Linked DNA regions of Zea mays: region 1 is linked to region 2. The links are chromatin contacts, called in public Hi-C maps. All regions are on one chromosome and are shown on one strand. The core of a region is the stretch at or near the end of the contact, and the rest is flanking DNA. Distances in the headings are between cores, read along the strand shown. Region 1 holds the start of LOC103629467. Region 2 holds the start of LOC100284930.

The links. A called contact is a pair of places that touch in the nucleus more often than the background predicts.
Region 1: a contact with region 2 is called in a Hi-C map of tassel, with 4 times the contacts expected there. The contact joins the promoter of LOC103629467 here to the promoter of LOC100284930 in region 2. A contact is called at or near these places in 2 of 25 Hi-C or Micro-C datasets (ear and tassel) and 1 of 3 datasets of contacts at active chromatin or transcription factors (leaf).

The regions. Positions count from the first base shown.
Region 1 is chr6:79,727,223-79,734,623 of Zm-B73-REFERENCE-NAM-5.0, forward strand. LOC103629467 reads right to left here and starts at 1,617. Exons shown (of 3, transcript NM_001323509.1): 1 at 1,337-1,617; 2 at 1,160-1,249; 3 at 1-1,014. The coding sequence starts at 1,460.
Region 2 is chr6:79,432,969-79,440,095 of Zm-B73-REFERENCE-NAM-5.0, forward strand. It overlaps LOC100284930, which reads left to right and starts at 2,126. Exons shown (of 2, transcript NM_001370685.1): 1 at 2,126-2,543; 2 at 2,683-3,420. The coding sequence starts at 2,223. The coding sequence ends at 3,147.

The sequences.
Region 1 (7,401 bases), core at 367-2,866, 290 kb after region 2:
CGCGCGCCAGCCACTCCAGCCCGCCGTACGGCACCACCTGCACCAGCACGGCCCCCGCGGGGAGGAACACCATGTTGGTGAGCCCGTCGCCGTGCACGCCCACCATCACGTCCGCCGAGTTCACCAGCCGCGCGAACCGCGCCACGTCCGTGCTCGCCTCCGGGTCGCCCACGCGCACGTCGAACCCCAGGCTCGTCGCCATGTCCGCCATGGCGCGCTCGTTCAGCAGCCGCCGCGACTGCCGCCGCGAGATGATCAGCAGCCGCGGCCGCCGCCGGACGTCCCACCGGTCCCCGCTCGGCGCCGCCGCCGCGCGCTCCAGCCCCAGCGCGCGCCGCAGCATCGCGCGGAACTCCGGCATCGACACCCCCTCCTCCTCGCCACCGGGCGCCTTCGTCTCCGCGCCCACGCCCAGCTCCCGGTGGAACGTCGGCCCCACCACCACGCGCGGGTAGCACCGGACCTCGCCGTCGGCGTCCGCGTCCACCAGCTCGTGCCGGCTCAACTGCTGCAGTACCGGCATGTACTTGGCGGCCCACCACGGCTTGTGGCTGCTCACCAGCAGCTGCACGTCGCCGCCGTACCGCCGCGCCGTGATGAACGCTGGGATCAGCACGTCCGTGTAGTCGTGGAACAGGTTCCCCGTGAACCCCCCCGTGGACAGCACGAACGCCGTGGCCGAGCTGTTCACCGTGCACCGCGGCGCCTCGTCACCGTCGCTGCCGCCGACAAGCGGACGGAGCGTCCACTCCTTGACGTGGGACAGCGCGAACGCGTCGTGCTTCCGGCAGTAGGGCTTCACCTTCCACTCCCGGTCCAGCGCGCCCACGAGCACCGTCTGCGCGCGCCCCACCACGCGCACGTCGCCGGCCGCCTCGCAGGTGTCCGACCGCCGGCTCGACTCGTAGCACACCGGCCTGCGCGCCCTCTCGGCGTGGTCGTCGCCTACCGCAATGGCTGCGCCTGAAATATCGGAGTCGGTCGGCTTGGACCGAGTCTCCTCTTCCTCCTCCTCTGTCACAGACAGACGGCAAAAGTCAGCTGGAATGAATCCACCGGATCTGCATCTGCTTGCTATACAGCGGAATTCGCTGCACGAACGGGAAAGGATTCGCAGCAATCTAGATCTAGGATTGCGAGAGGAACTAGTCGGTATTACCAGCTGCAGCGTCATGGGCGGTGGCCATCTCGCCGCTCGCCTTCGCCATTGCCTGCTGCTCCTCTGCCTTGATGGTGTCCCCTGTTTTACCTGCGCATACCCAACTTCAGATAAAAGCGAACCAGTGAAGAAGAAGCTGGTTGGCAAACCAAAACGCCATGGCAACAACCAGCGTACCGATCGGGGAGAACTTGGCCCTGGCGAGGGAGAGCAGCAGGAGGGATCCGAGCATGAAGGCTATGAGTGCCACATTCCCCAGCCTCTTCCCCTCCGCCCTCGACAGGTTCCGGTTGGACTTCATGGCCTCCCTCTCACCCCTCCACTCGGAGTCGGATGCTCCTCGCTCGAGGTGAGAAATATATACGGCAATACGGTAGATGGATGGAGTATAATAGGCAATGCAAGCGGAGAAGGTGTGCGGCAGCACGCACTCGCACTAGGCACTAGCTTGGTTGTTGTTGTCGTGGTTGAACAGGCCAACAGGGCAGAGAGGAGTTGAAATGGTAGTGCGGTTGACCCGGCGACAGGCATGGCTCAATTCAACGCGCACGATTCTGAGAAGCGGGGCCAGCGCTCAGCGGGAGGGAGAAGAAGCAAAGCAGCGTGACAGAAGGGCAGATGACTTGTGGCTCCCTCCAAGAGCACATTGAAAGCGGCCGGAGCTGAGGTGAGGTGAGCAGAGCAGCTGGGGTCCAGGCTGTCGTCGTCATCGTCGTCGTCGTCCTTCCTTCGCCGTGTGCCTGCCCACGCACGCGTCCTTCTCTCGACGTCGACGGTAACTGCTGCTCGCACCGGCGCGCATGCAGTTCGGCGACCGTGTTGGGTTGCGGCCGTCCTACTCCGGATCCTATATCTTTTTTAAAAAAAATCTTTTGGTTTGTTTTCCATGATTTGCGTTGCCGGATTAGGGACTTTATTATTGCTTCAACGCAGAGGACGCGGTCAAAACCACCAAACACCAGCTGTGATGATAGTACGCGCTAGCATTAACAGTTACTAGCAAAGAAACAGCAAAAACACCAATAAAAATCCTATATTTGGATCCACTGATCTTAATAGCTAGATAGTCAACAGCACAAAATCTACCGACTATTTAGCTAGCTAATTGTTGGTATAGGATTGTTATTGCTAATAGGTGGTTGGATAGTTGTGTTTAGAGGTTAGCACTTACTATCACCGTTTTTTGTCAACTAATAATAAAACTAATTCTCATCACCTATTCTATTCACCTCCCCATGCTAATAGTTAGAGATGACAATGCGTAAATCCCTCGTCAGTCACTAGCATCCCATACCTATACTCACTAAAACATAAATCTTATTATAGTTATATAATTTTCTAAAAACAGTGGTTAGATGACTTAGAATAAAACTGAAATGACATATTATACTCCTAGTCGTTTTAGCTCTTTGTTTTTTTGTCTATATTCAAATGGATCATAATGAATCTAGATATATATATAAGACACATACATCAACTATTGTATGCATCCATTAATTATCTAAAGTGAATTTTAATTTGAGACTGAGGGAGTATATCATAACATTTTGAGCTAACTCTAGGCTTTAAACCGAACCAAAGATGTGCCAAACCATATTAGACCATGTCCACCAGTTCACCTATATGGTAACCCAAAATATTGTGTTGCACTATTTTGCATTGTATGCACACTTTGCAGAGTGGAGTTTGAATACGTGTATGGAGATGATTAAATTCCTAGAGATAGCCTTATACTATTCATCAGCAATATAGATGATTATAAATGTAAAATGGAGAAGAGTCGTGTTTGCAAAAAACGTGCACGTTGCATCCCGGTGTGGCACAAGTAAACGGATTATATGGTTTGGTTGGCAAGCCATGTCGTAAATTTCTACAAGAATGGTAGGCTAATAGGTGTCACATGACTACCCTTCCACCTCTCCTCGCCCCTCAGCTCGCCGCTGCCATTTCTGCCCCCGCCCAGTCCCCCGTCTCCGCAGCCCCCAAGCCAGCTGCCACTACTAGAGGTGAGCCACTACCGAATCTGTCGCGTAGAGTTATTGCGTCGGATTTGCTCCTCCCGTCCTTCGTTGGAGGTCGGGATTTCCAAGGTCCCTAGTGCTCTAGCCTCGCTGTTAATGGGATGGGACATCTGGGCGTGGTGGCGAAGGAGGATGATTTAGACCCGCTGCTCCTGGATTTGCTCTCGGCCCATGCCTTGCCCCTACACAGCTACTCCCCTTGGCTATGTCGCCCTCCCGTGCCAGCTCCTGCCGAGTGAACATAGAAAATGGGAAGAAGGTGGTAGATCTTTCAAGACCCTCCCTAGACAGCACAATTCATTCAATCCATCTTTCACCTCCGCAGTTCATATAGACGGACCAGTCCCTGTAGGTAGGTTCAAGCCAGCTCCCTATATACCGTTGCTCATGTTGTAGATCTAGTGCAGTCCGAGAGGTCTGGTGAGCTCATTGATGGTCGCACAGATGGCTGGGAAGTGGTCAGACCTCGATATTGTTGGAGGAGGAACAAGCACAGGCCTTGCCCGAGCTCCAACGCATTACGCGAGGAAAGGAGAAAGAAGTTCCTGAAGCACGTCGAGGGTAAATGCTGCAACTGTTTCGCTACCAACCAAAGAGCTTTGAATTGCAACAACACAACCAAGTGTTGGAGATGTCTTATGGAAGGGCACCAGGTGGCTTCCTGTCCTATCCATAAAGGGGGAGTAGGGAGGACCTCATCTTTCCCCGCGTTGACCATTACCACTACTCCCTCTGCCATTTCTAGGCTCATTCTTACCTTCAAGTAGTGAAGAATTCTCCTCTGCCAATGGCTACCTTCCTAGGGGATCCCCTTGCTCAACCTATGAGGATGGATTGCGCGATCTCGGCATCGAGAGCGATTGAGGCTACAAGAGACGAGTTGGTGGGCAAGACTGTGGCCTGTTCGCTGGATGGGAACAACCATGACTTTGAACCAAAGCATATAGGAAGCTCTGGTAGAGAGGCTGGGAATCAGAGACCGTAGGATTCAGGTATTGAAAGACTTCCCAAAAGAGTATCTCATCATCTTCATTCGCTCTCAAGACCAACAGCTGGTTCTTCACCGAAGTTGCATAAACCACCGTGGTTGGGTCTTCACCTTTGAGGCTTGGAATGAGCATAGGTATGATTCTATCACCCGTTGGGGTTTTAATCTTAGGCTTAGGTTGGAGGGTATCTGTCGGTGTTTGTGACCCGACTGCACACTATGGGGTTACCCACATGATGCTTTTAGGTAGGATGGCATCGTTGATTGCGACTCGATGGTATGAGCAGAGGCACGTTGGTATTGCTCGTAGATTTATACATGTTCGTGCTGCTTTGAATTGCGTAACACCCTACTTCCTATTGAGGCTATGTATTGATTTCTGGAGTATGGGGATTACAAATGAGCTTTGTGATGGCTCAACTACTGTGGGTGAGGATGGGGTGAGATGATGTGAGATGAGATGATTTTGTAGGGTTTCCCCCTCAGCCTTATATACACGAGCAGAGTTATCCCTTTACAAGTTGTGATCACTATCCGCTTCACTTATCTCCCTCTTTGTTGCAGCTTGCAGTCCTATATATCCGGAGTCTTAATCACATTCTCGCCCGAGATATCGCTGAATGTGTAGCTCCTTGATGCTTGCAACTGCACCACCCGAGATATTAGTGCTTCAGTAGTGCCTAACTCGGACGTTGGTCTTTGTTGTCTTGGATTAGGCTCGCCTAACCCGGCTATATCCTACTGGCCCGTCCCGTAGGATGACTTAGCGGGAGGCCCATCAGGTGGCCCGTGATACGTTTTAGTGTTCTTGAGGACCTAGGGGATAAATATCCCCCACAAGCCCTCGAGGCACAAGCCAACTTTTGAGAGTAGTTGGCTCGAGGCTCTGAGGAGGAACGATATCTGTTGGGGCGAAGGCGAAGACGCTACCCTTCGCTCCAGGCCTTCGCCACCCCGCTGCACCATCGGAGGCAAGATGACGGCATGGACCACCCTCCGCCCTCCTCACCGCAAGACAAAGGCCTACAACAAAGTCTTCTCATCCCGCGCCCTCACCCAACCTGGAGGCCCACGTGGGATTCGACCCATTGTAACAGGCCCCGCACTGAGAAGCGTGTTACGGGCCCGATTTGTAATAGCTTTTCTGTAATGACAGTCTGTAACCCTCCCTTATGGGAATATTCTGGGGATAATCCAGGTGACTGAGGGCATAAACGTCCTTACATCAAGACGTTGGGCACTCGGGCACCTATAAATACCCCCGTACAGTGCCCTTGAGAGGCTAGATAAACAGAGCAATTGCCATCTTGAGTTAAACCTTGTTTGCATTCACTCTATTCCCCCGTTGGATCATCTTGCCCAGGAGAGCAAGTTCCAACATTTGGCGCCCACCGTTCGTGCTACGAACAAACCACCCGCGATGGCACCCAAGAGAGCTAGCTCGAAGGCAACCCCATCCGTTGACGAAGCAGCAAAGGCAGCGCTGCTAGCCGTGAAAAAGGGCAAGGCCCTTGCAGACACCACCCACCAAGAAGCCTGCGAAGACGACAAACTCAGCAAGAGACAGCGCAACGACCAACCAACTCTCGACGACACCCTCTGCACCTGCAGCTCCGGAGGATAGCCACAAGAACCACCCCCAGGTTTTGCTCCACTAGAGGGCGAGGACGCCACAGAGGACGGCGAAGTCATCGACATCTCAGCAGAAGAACAGCTACAACTGTGGGCCCTGCGCATCAAGAACCGCAACCTCCAGAAGCAGAAAGAAATCCTCGAGGCCAAGCGCCAATGTGTCTCTGCGCAAGCAAAGGTGTGCCAGATGATACGAGACGAGGAGCAGAGGGCTCAGGAACTCGAGCAAGAGATTGCGCTCATGCAGCGCGAAGGCCAACATGATCTGCAGCATGGCCCGCCCCTCCAACAGCGCGCACCAGTCGGAGGCCTATTCATTCCTCAGCGCAGACCCTTCATCCCGCACGCCGCAGCTTTCCAAGGCATCAACTACCTTGATGAGCGGAGCCCCCTGGCGCCGCAACTGCAAGTGTCACCATGACCCGCCAACTTCAGGGCAGGGACCTACCCCAAGTACAACAGCAGCACTGACCCAACACAGTACATCATGAGCTATCAAGTCACCGTCGCATCATCCGGAGGGGACGACGCCACGATGGCCAAGTCTTTCATCATCGCCCTCGAGGGTCCGGCCTTGACCTGGTACACCAGGTTGCCCCCATTGTCCATCGACTCCTGGAGAAGTCTCCGGGACAAGTTTCTGCTCAACTTCCAAGGGTACCGCCCAGACACCGATGCCTTGGCCGAACTGTCACTCTACAAACAGCTGGAGAAAGAAACCCTGCGGGAGTACTACCACAAGTTCTTGACTCTCAAGTCACAACTGCCCTTGGTCGACGACCAAATTGCCATACACTACGCCATTTGTGGCCTTCGCGCTGGCGTCCTGTACAGTCACTGCATCAGGGACCCACCCAAAAACCTCCAAGAACTCTATCAGTTGTTTGAAAAGTACGCCAGATCTGAAGAGCTCCACCAGCGCAAGGTCGAGTCTCAAAGAAAGCCTAAGGACCCTCCGTAGTCCAGCCGAACATGGACAAGACCTTCGCAGTCAGACTCCGGTCGGGACAGCCGCGGTCAGCAGCAGGTGCATAACATTGCCAAACAGCACCCCGCTGGCGAGGCCCCTCGCCGTCAAGATTATCCCCCCAGGGCCGCGACAATGGCACGCATGGTCGGCACCGGGGACGGGCGCAGCAGCCGCGCAGATTTTACTGCCTGTTTCACGGCGAAGACTGCGCGCACCCAACGAGGGATTGCCCGGAAACGAAGGCCACCAGGGACAGGATGTCTCGGGCACAACCCGCCGACAACCCAAGAGTTGTCGCGCACACATATCAACACCACCTCCCACAACCATACAACCACGACCCCACCTAGCATCTACCCAACCATGCATACCAACACCACCAGGAGGTACAAGTCATACCACCCCCACTCCCGCCTCCGCACCCACATCAGCCAAACATCCACCACCAAAATCACCCCAAGCACCAAAACAGGAAGACTTCGCTGATAAGCCGTATCGCGGAGTCATTCACATGATCACTGGAGGGTCCAGCGTCGACTTCGACACGAAGCGACAAAAGAGGGACCACTACCGAAGCATCAACCACGTCGCCATCACCAACCCAGTCGTGCAAACGAAGTGGTCCCATGTG
Region 2 (7,127 bases), core at 876-3,375:
TGAAAACTTTTTCATTTGAATTAATTTACTACTTTAAAATGTGATTTTTAAATTGTCTTTGCCTAGTGTTGGAGAAAAAACACTCGGCAAAGAGCTCTTTGCCGAGTGTTGTATTTGTGACACTCGGCAAAGAGCCCTTTGCCGAGTGTCAAAAAACGACACTAGGCAAAGAAACTCTTTGCCGAGTGTCAAAAATAAAACACTCGGCAAAGAGTTTCTTCGCCGAGTGTTTTCTTTTACCGAGGGTTTTTTGCGTGGCACTCGGCAAAGAGCTCTTTGCCGAGTGCCCGAAATAAAACACTCGGCAAAGAATATGACACTCGGCAAAGAGCCAAATTCCGGTAGTGCCTTCCATATTTCGTACAGCTTCATCTCGAGTCCGAATGTTCCTGTACATATACTATGCTTAGGAAACATTGTCAATCATGTTTTTTAGGACATTCGGAAGATGAAGACCTCCAACACTTTGTATACTAAACATTGTTTGTTTTGTTAGTTAGATTATCAAAACCAATACCGAAACCACATACACCTTTGCTGAGTTTAATACGTATCGGCTTCTATTGTTTCTACAGTGTTTTTGTCTCTATAGATTGCAGCTGCAACAGTTTAAACAACTGACTTTATTTAATCAGAACAGAACAACCCGGCGTTTCTTAGGCACAGCAAAAATGCAAAAAATGGGAGACGCAAACAACTAACGTAAGATAGATAGCCAACCACTTGAACGGCCACAATCACTAGCTAAGACAACGCATTCTCGAGCAGATCGCGGTAGTAGTAGGCGTATATCTTGTACCTTCTGCCACAAACCGGCACTCCACCGCATTATTGCATACTCCCTCCGTCCCATAAAGAAAGTCGTTCTAGCCTAGCAGGTGAAAAACAAGTCAAGTGAGAGATTACAACAATACCCCTAGAGGCGTGGGCTGCGCCAATCGCTCCCTGCTCCCATGTCTGCTCTGATCTCGTTGTCTAGACACCAGAACGACAATCTTCAAGGGACAAATGCCAATGCCCAAGACGACTTCTTTTGTGGGACGGAGGGAGTATTTGATATACCCCTGTTGCAACCGCAATAAATCGATCGTACTAGCTAGTGCGCCCCCTGCAGAAAAATACTCTCTCCCGGCCGCCACTAGATGCCACACGTACGTAGACGTGTATGGAGCACCTGTACTATGTAAATGGTAGTTCCTATTGAAATTCGATCCGTCTAATAGCTTGTTGGATTAGGAATGTATTAAGAGGATTAGAGAGGATTAAATCTCAATATCCTATCCGTCTCGGAATTCGAACAGGCCCTAAGAGTGTTGTGATTCGATCCCTATTCAAGTCCGGTTACTCAATATCCTATTCGTATCCGATTTTTATCCACATCCGTATTCTCAAAGCTGAATATTTAAGATGTCGATATGCTATTCAAATCTTATCCGACATAACTTACAAATATTCGTATCCAAATCCGAAAAGAAAATAGAAAAACAAATATAGAACAAGTAATATTTGTTCGTATCCAATCTAATTACACCACTAAACACATGGATGGAGTCTATCTAGCGTAATCTCATCTGGGGACCTGGATTACCAAGCAAATTAACCAACCCGGTTGAATACATAAATACTCCGGCGATGCTCCCACTGAGTCAAAGACGTTTGGTTCAGTTTTTTTACCAGCTTTTTTGAAAATCTGGTTGTGAGAAGAATCTGAGTATTGTGGGGATTACGTGTGGAGGAAGATGAACTGATCTAAAGGTTTCGAGATCTAGAAAAAGCGGATTCCTACTATCGTGATGATTCGACTGATTATGTGTTCATATTAATTTTAGATAGTCTTTAACAAAATATCTTATAAAAGCGATCTGAAAAGCTAAGACGTTTATCATACCGTAGTAGCTTTTAGTGAGCATAAGCTAAAATAAGCTCAAACAAACAGGGCGAGCCCGCTAATCAAAGAAATCTCCCCCATAGACTGGAGATCCACCCCACGAGCGCCCAGCTCATCATTGTCGACCACTTGCATCAGCTACAGACGTCGTCTCTCTCTCCTCCACTTCAACAAACACTTGATCTCGCGCGAATGCGCGATCCCTCTATTTATACCCCGCTTCTCTCACATTCCGTCTTCAACAACTCTGGCGAGCAGCAGTGAACGTACTTACGTCTTCCCCCAGCTAGCTAGCTATCTACCTTGGTGGTGGCGATTGATATATAGATTAAACATGGCGCCTCAAAGCCTGGATCTCGGGCTGAGTCTCGGCCTGGGCGTGGCGGCATTCCAGCCCAGCTTCTGCCACCCGGCCGGCAATGACGCGGCGGAGCGGGAGGCCAGCCCGACCGCGGACGAGAGGGAGCGGAGGTGCTCGCCCGCCGGCAGCCCGACGTCGAGCGGCAGCGGGAAGCGCGTCGCGGCGGAGAGGTCGGCCGGCAGCGGCAGCGGCGACGAGGACGACGACGGGGGCGCTCGCAAGAAGCTGCGGCTGTCCAAGGACCAGGCCGCCGTGCTCGAGGAGTGCTTCAAAACGCACCACACCCTCACTCCGGTAAGGGCGTAACTAAGGCTTCATCCTTCGATCCGACGTCGCCGTTCCTCGCCGCCTGTCGGTCGGCTGATTTGATCTTGGCGGTGGCCGGTGGGTGGGTGGGTGGCTCACCAAGGTTCTGTCCGTCTCGGCGCTGCAGAAGCAGAAGGCAGCGCTGGCCAGCCGCCTGGGCCTCCGGGCGCGGCAGGTGGAGGTGTGGTTCCAGAACCGGCGCGCCCGGACCAAGCTGAAGCAGACGGAGGTCGACTGCGAGTACCTCAGGCGCTGGTGCGAGCAGCTCGCCGAGGAGAACCGGCGCCTGGGCAAGGAGGTCGCCGAGCTCAGGGCGCTGAGCGCCGCGCCCGCGCCAGCGGCCCCTCTCACCGCCCTCACAATGTGCCTCTCCTGCAGGCGCGTCTCCTCTTCATCCTGCTCATCCTCGCCGCCTAACACGCACGCGCATGCCGCTGCAGCTGGCACTGGCAGGAGCGTGGCGGCGGCGGCGGCGACGACGTTGCCCGCCCACCGGCAGTTCTTGTGCGGGTTCAGAGACGGCGGGGCGGCCGCCGCCGCAGTGTACGGGACCTCATCGGCTCTCGCAAAGGCCCTCAGGGCGGCCAGATAGGCGCAGTCGTCGTCACTAGCTCTCTCCGCTGATCTGGACTTGCTCTGCTCACCGGAGCTCCGGCGATCGAGCGATGCCACGGAAGTGCGTGGCCCCAAGTTGCAACTAATTGCAACTGCAGAGCAAGTGTTGTAGCTGAATCATCTTTAGTTTTTTTTCCTCCGTATCTTTAGAGCGGAATGCCGCATGCAAATGTTCTTTAGAATCGATTTCATGTGGGTGTATGATTGTACTCATGCTGTGGAAATTAATAACGGTTTGTAGATGAGGTAACGAGCATGAGCATATGTGCATGTGGCGTGGTTGATGGTTCCTTCCATTGCATCCATCCGATATGGTAGCTAGCTGATCTGCTGGTGCTAGTAACGACCAACAACCGTGCGTGGATGGACCAGCCGATGTCATGTGGAGTCCGAATGATTTGGCAGGCAGATGCGCAGTGGTGGGGATGTGGGTCCTCCTGCCAATCATTGCTGCCACGGTAGGTGCCTGTGTCTTCTCTTCTACTACCACTCCTTGGGGCTTGGGCCCAGGTGGAAGTGGGGCGTGACGTGAGTGAGGAGGGTGACCTTCCAGGCTGCAGGAGGACCAGTCGGGTCATGTCTGTTAAGAAACACATCTTGATCATAAAGGCCCACATAGTCCATATGCTTGAAGTCCTATTTTCTATCTATAAATAGAGGAGAGGTTCTTATATCATGTACTGATGTACTTCTTTGAATAGTAGCACCATACAGTAATAAAGAATTAGCTGCTCTAGTACTTTTGTCTTGTTCTTATTTTATTCAGTTAAGGGGCCTTGGACTACACCTAGTAGTAAGGAGTCTTCCTTAACACGTTATCAGCATGAGGCTCTATTCAAGAAGATCAAACAAAGGTACTGAGAAGAATCTTTGAACTATATGTTCTTTATTATACATGATATTTTGAATCCCCGTTTTTTCGTTTTTCTTAATACAAGTATGATCACTTCTTAGCTGATTATATCGCCGACTCGAAGCCGATAGAAATGAACACGTGAGTGTTGCTGACATGAAGTCGCCAAACTGCATAGATTAACTGATCACGTGTGAAATAAAAACATAAAAGAAAAAAGGGACAGAAAGAACAGTAGAGAAAGCCACACTTCTAACGCAGGTGTGGCCATTGCTGTCGAACGCTGACATGTAGTTGCTGAGCAACAGACCATCCCGATTGTACGATGGCAGGCGCTGGCACACAACAGCAGCAAGCTCGCATCTTCCCTCCATGCCTTGGGTTCCATGCCTTCGCTTCTCTCCATATATTGGCTAAGCATGCGAGCAGCACATGCATGTACCATAGTGCGTAGAGCTAGTGGAGTAGAGTTGTCCATCAGATCTTGTTTTGGAGCAGATAAGATGTAGAAAGGAAGGTGTTCATCCTGTACTAGAAACAGCAGGAGTGAAAGACAAGTGACTAACAGTAAAATGTCCTTGACTGGATGCACATCACCACAAAAAGATGTGGATATGAAGAGCTCTGACTGTTCCCTTTACAAGGCGATGTAAGGATGCGATGCGCATTTAGGGAGTCCGCGAGCTGCTGCGCGTGCACATTTAACTCAAGTGCTCCAGCAGCTCTCTGACCCGGCCTCACATTGCTGCCTCCCGCCACGGCGCAGTTGTTGGTTCCCGCCAACGACGCCGGCGACGCGCTTGGGCACCACCCCTCACTGTCTTTTTTGAGTCGCTCGTCGCCAACTCGCAGCTAGGTGACACACGATCCTCCATTAGCACTGCATGTAGCTTGATGTGTTGCACAAATTTTCTGATTTCGCCAGTACAGTACACATGTTCTTGAGGCTTGTACGATAAGGAACCCTAGGAAGCGTCTGGCTTGAGACAAGCAACCTTCAATATTGTGCAATCGATTGTATATATACCAAGTGTGCTGGTGCTACTTTCCATTTTTCAGAATGGATTGGCGAAGAAATCGTGGCCGTCGTCGACTAGCTCAACAAGTTTTTGCTCAACAACAAGTTGTGAATGCTACAACAACAATTCAACTCGAAGGAGGGCAAGCAAATGAAGGCGAGCCACACCGAGGTTCAGTCATCGGACGACGGACTGTTCGACGGGATTGATGTGCTGGGTACATAAGGTTGATGAGTGACTACTTCGTTCATACCCCAATTTACAGCGAAGACACCTTCAAGCGTCGGTGAGCTTCGAAATGAATACATTGAGTTCTCAATCATATTTCAATCGAACAAACACGAGTGTCATTTTCAGGTTTAGGATGTGCAAGCCTATGTTCTTAGAAATTTGTCACAAGCTCGCTACACGCAATCCTTACTTCTAGAGGAGAATGAATGCAGCTGGCACTAGTAGAAAAGAGCACATAGCCTGCGGCATCCATAAATTATGACTGGCGGTTTCAGTTATCGCGCGCCAGTAAAAAAACGAGGTGGGCCCGTCTTGGGAACCGCTAGTGGAAACCTATTTCTACTGGCGGTTATCTTAAAACAACCGCCAGTGGAAATAGGATGTTTCCACTGGCGGTTGTGTTAAGATAACCGCCAGTGGAAATCAATTTTCACTGGCGGTTGGTGTTACACAACCGCCAGTGGAAATAGGTTTCCACTGGCGGTTTTTAAAGCCAACCGCCAGTGAACTGTCTGTTATAAATACCCCTCTTCTTCCCCCCGACAGTGAACTGTATGCTCGCAGCCAACTTCCATTGGAGGCGATTTTGGAGGTCCAGATTTCACAAAAATATAAGGGGGGAGGTTTTGGTCTTCATTTCTTGGAAGAAGGTGGATAAGAAAGGTTGGTTTATGTTTCTTTGTCAATTTTTGTTCATTCTTGCTCAATTTTAGCCACATTTTGGATCTAGGGTTTTACATGAGAGAGAGAAGAGTATAGCTAGGTTATTTTCTCTATTTCCTTAAATGAGGTTGTTTAAGATGGTCAGTTTTTGTCTATTCCCTCTCCTTTTTCATGTTTAGTTCTCAATTAAGTTTATCCATAACACATATTTAATTGCTTAATGAATGGTGAATGTGTTGTATGGAAGGTTGTTTAATTATGTTTCAATTTTAACTACATTTTGAAACTAGGCTTTCACCATGTGTTAGAGATAGGTTTGGGTATTAAATTTTTTGTTTATTAGTAGTTAGGAAAGTTTGGCTTATGTTTCTTTTGCCAAATTTTGTTCATTTTTCCTCCATTTTAGGCACATTTTGGTTGCAGCACTTTGCACATCCAGAATGCCCGTTCTTGCACTGATTTTACACAGAGCAGAGCATAATGCTGGAGCCTACCGATCAATATGTACTGTATATATACATGCATGGTAATCTGACTTGCCATGAAAACTTCGGACTGGAAGGGTAGGCAGCAGATGTCGCACTCCAGCGCGTCATTCTCCATGGATAGTGTCATAGTCGCCTCTTCCTCATCCTCCAACCCCGCCTCTTCCTCATCCTCCACCACCACCTTGGCTTTCTTTGTAGTGCCGCCGTAGAGAAGCCCGCCTCTTCCTCATCCTCCATAGAGAAGCTGTGGTCTTTTTCCCGGTCATGGTTTATCACTTAGAACGCGAGGTAAAATAAAAGCAGGAAGGACTATTCGACTAAAAGAGAGGAGAGAGAGAGATGATAAAGAGAGAGAGAGAGGAGAGAGAGAGAGGGTTTCACATTTTAGCCACATTTTTGGATATAGGGTTTCACCATGTGTTTTATGTTACTTTTTTACAGGTGATGATGGAGAGGATATCCTGGATGTATAACTTATCAAGGCTAGATCCATCATACATATCTGAGGTCCATAAGTTTATTGTTGTCGCTAAGAACCATGCTTTGAGAACAAAGACAAAGCACATATATTGTCCATGCATGGACTGCAAAAATGCTATTGTATTTGATGACACAGAACAAATCATATCTCATCTGGTATGCCGAAGATTTGTGAAAGATTACATAATTTGGACAAAGCATGGAGAGGGTAGCTCTTCGCCTT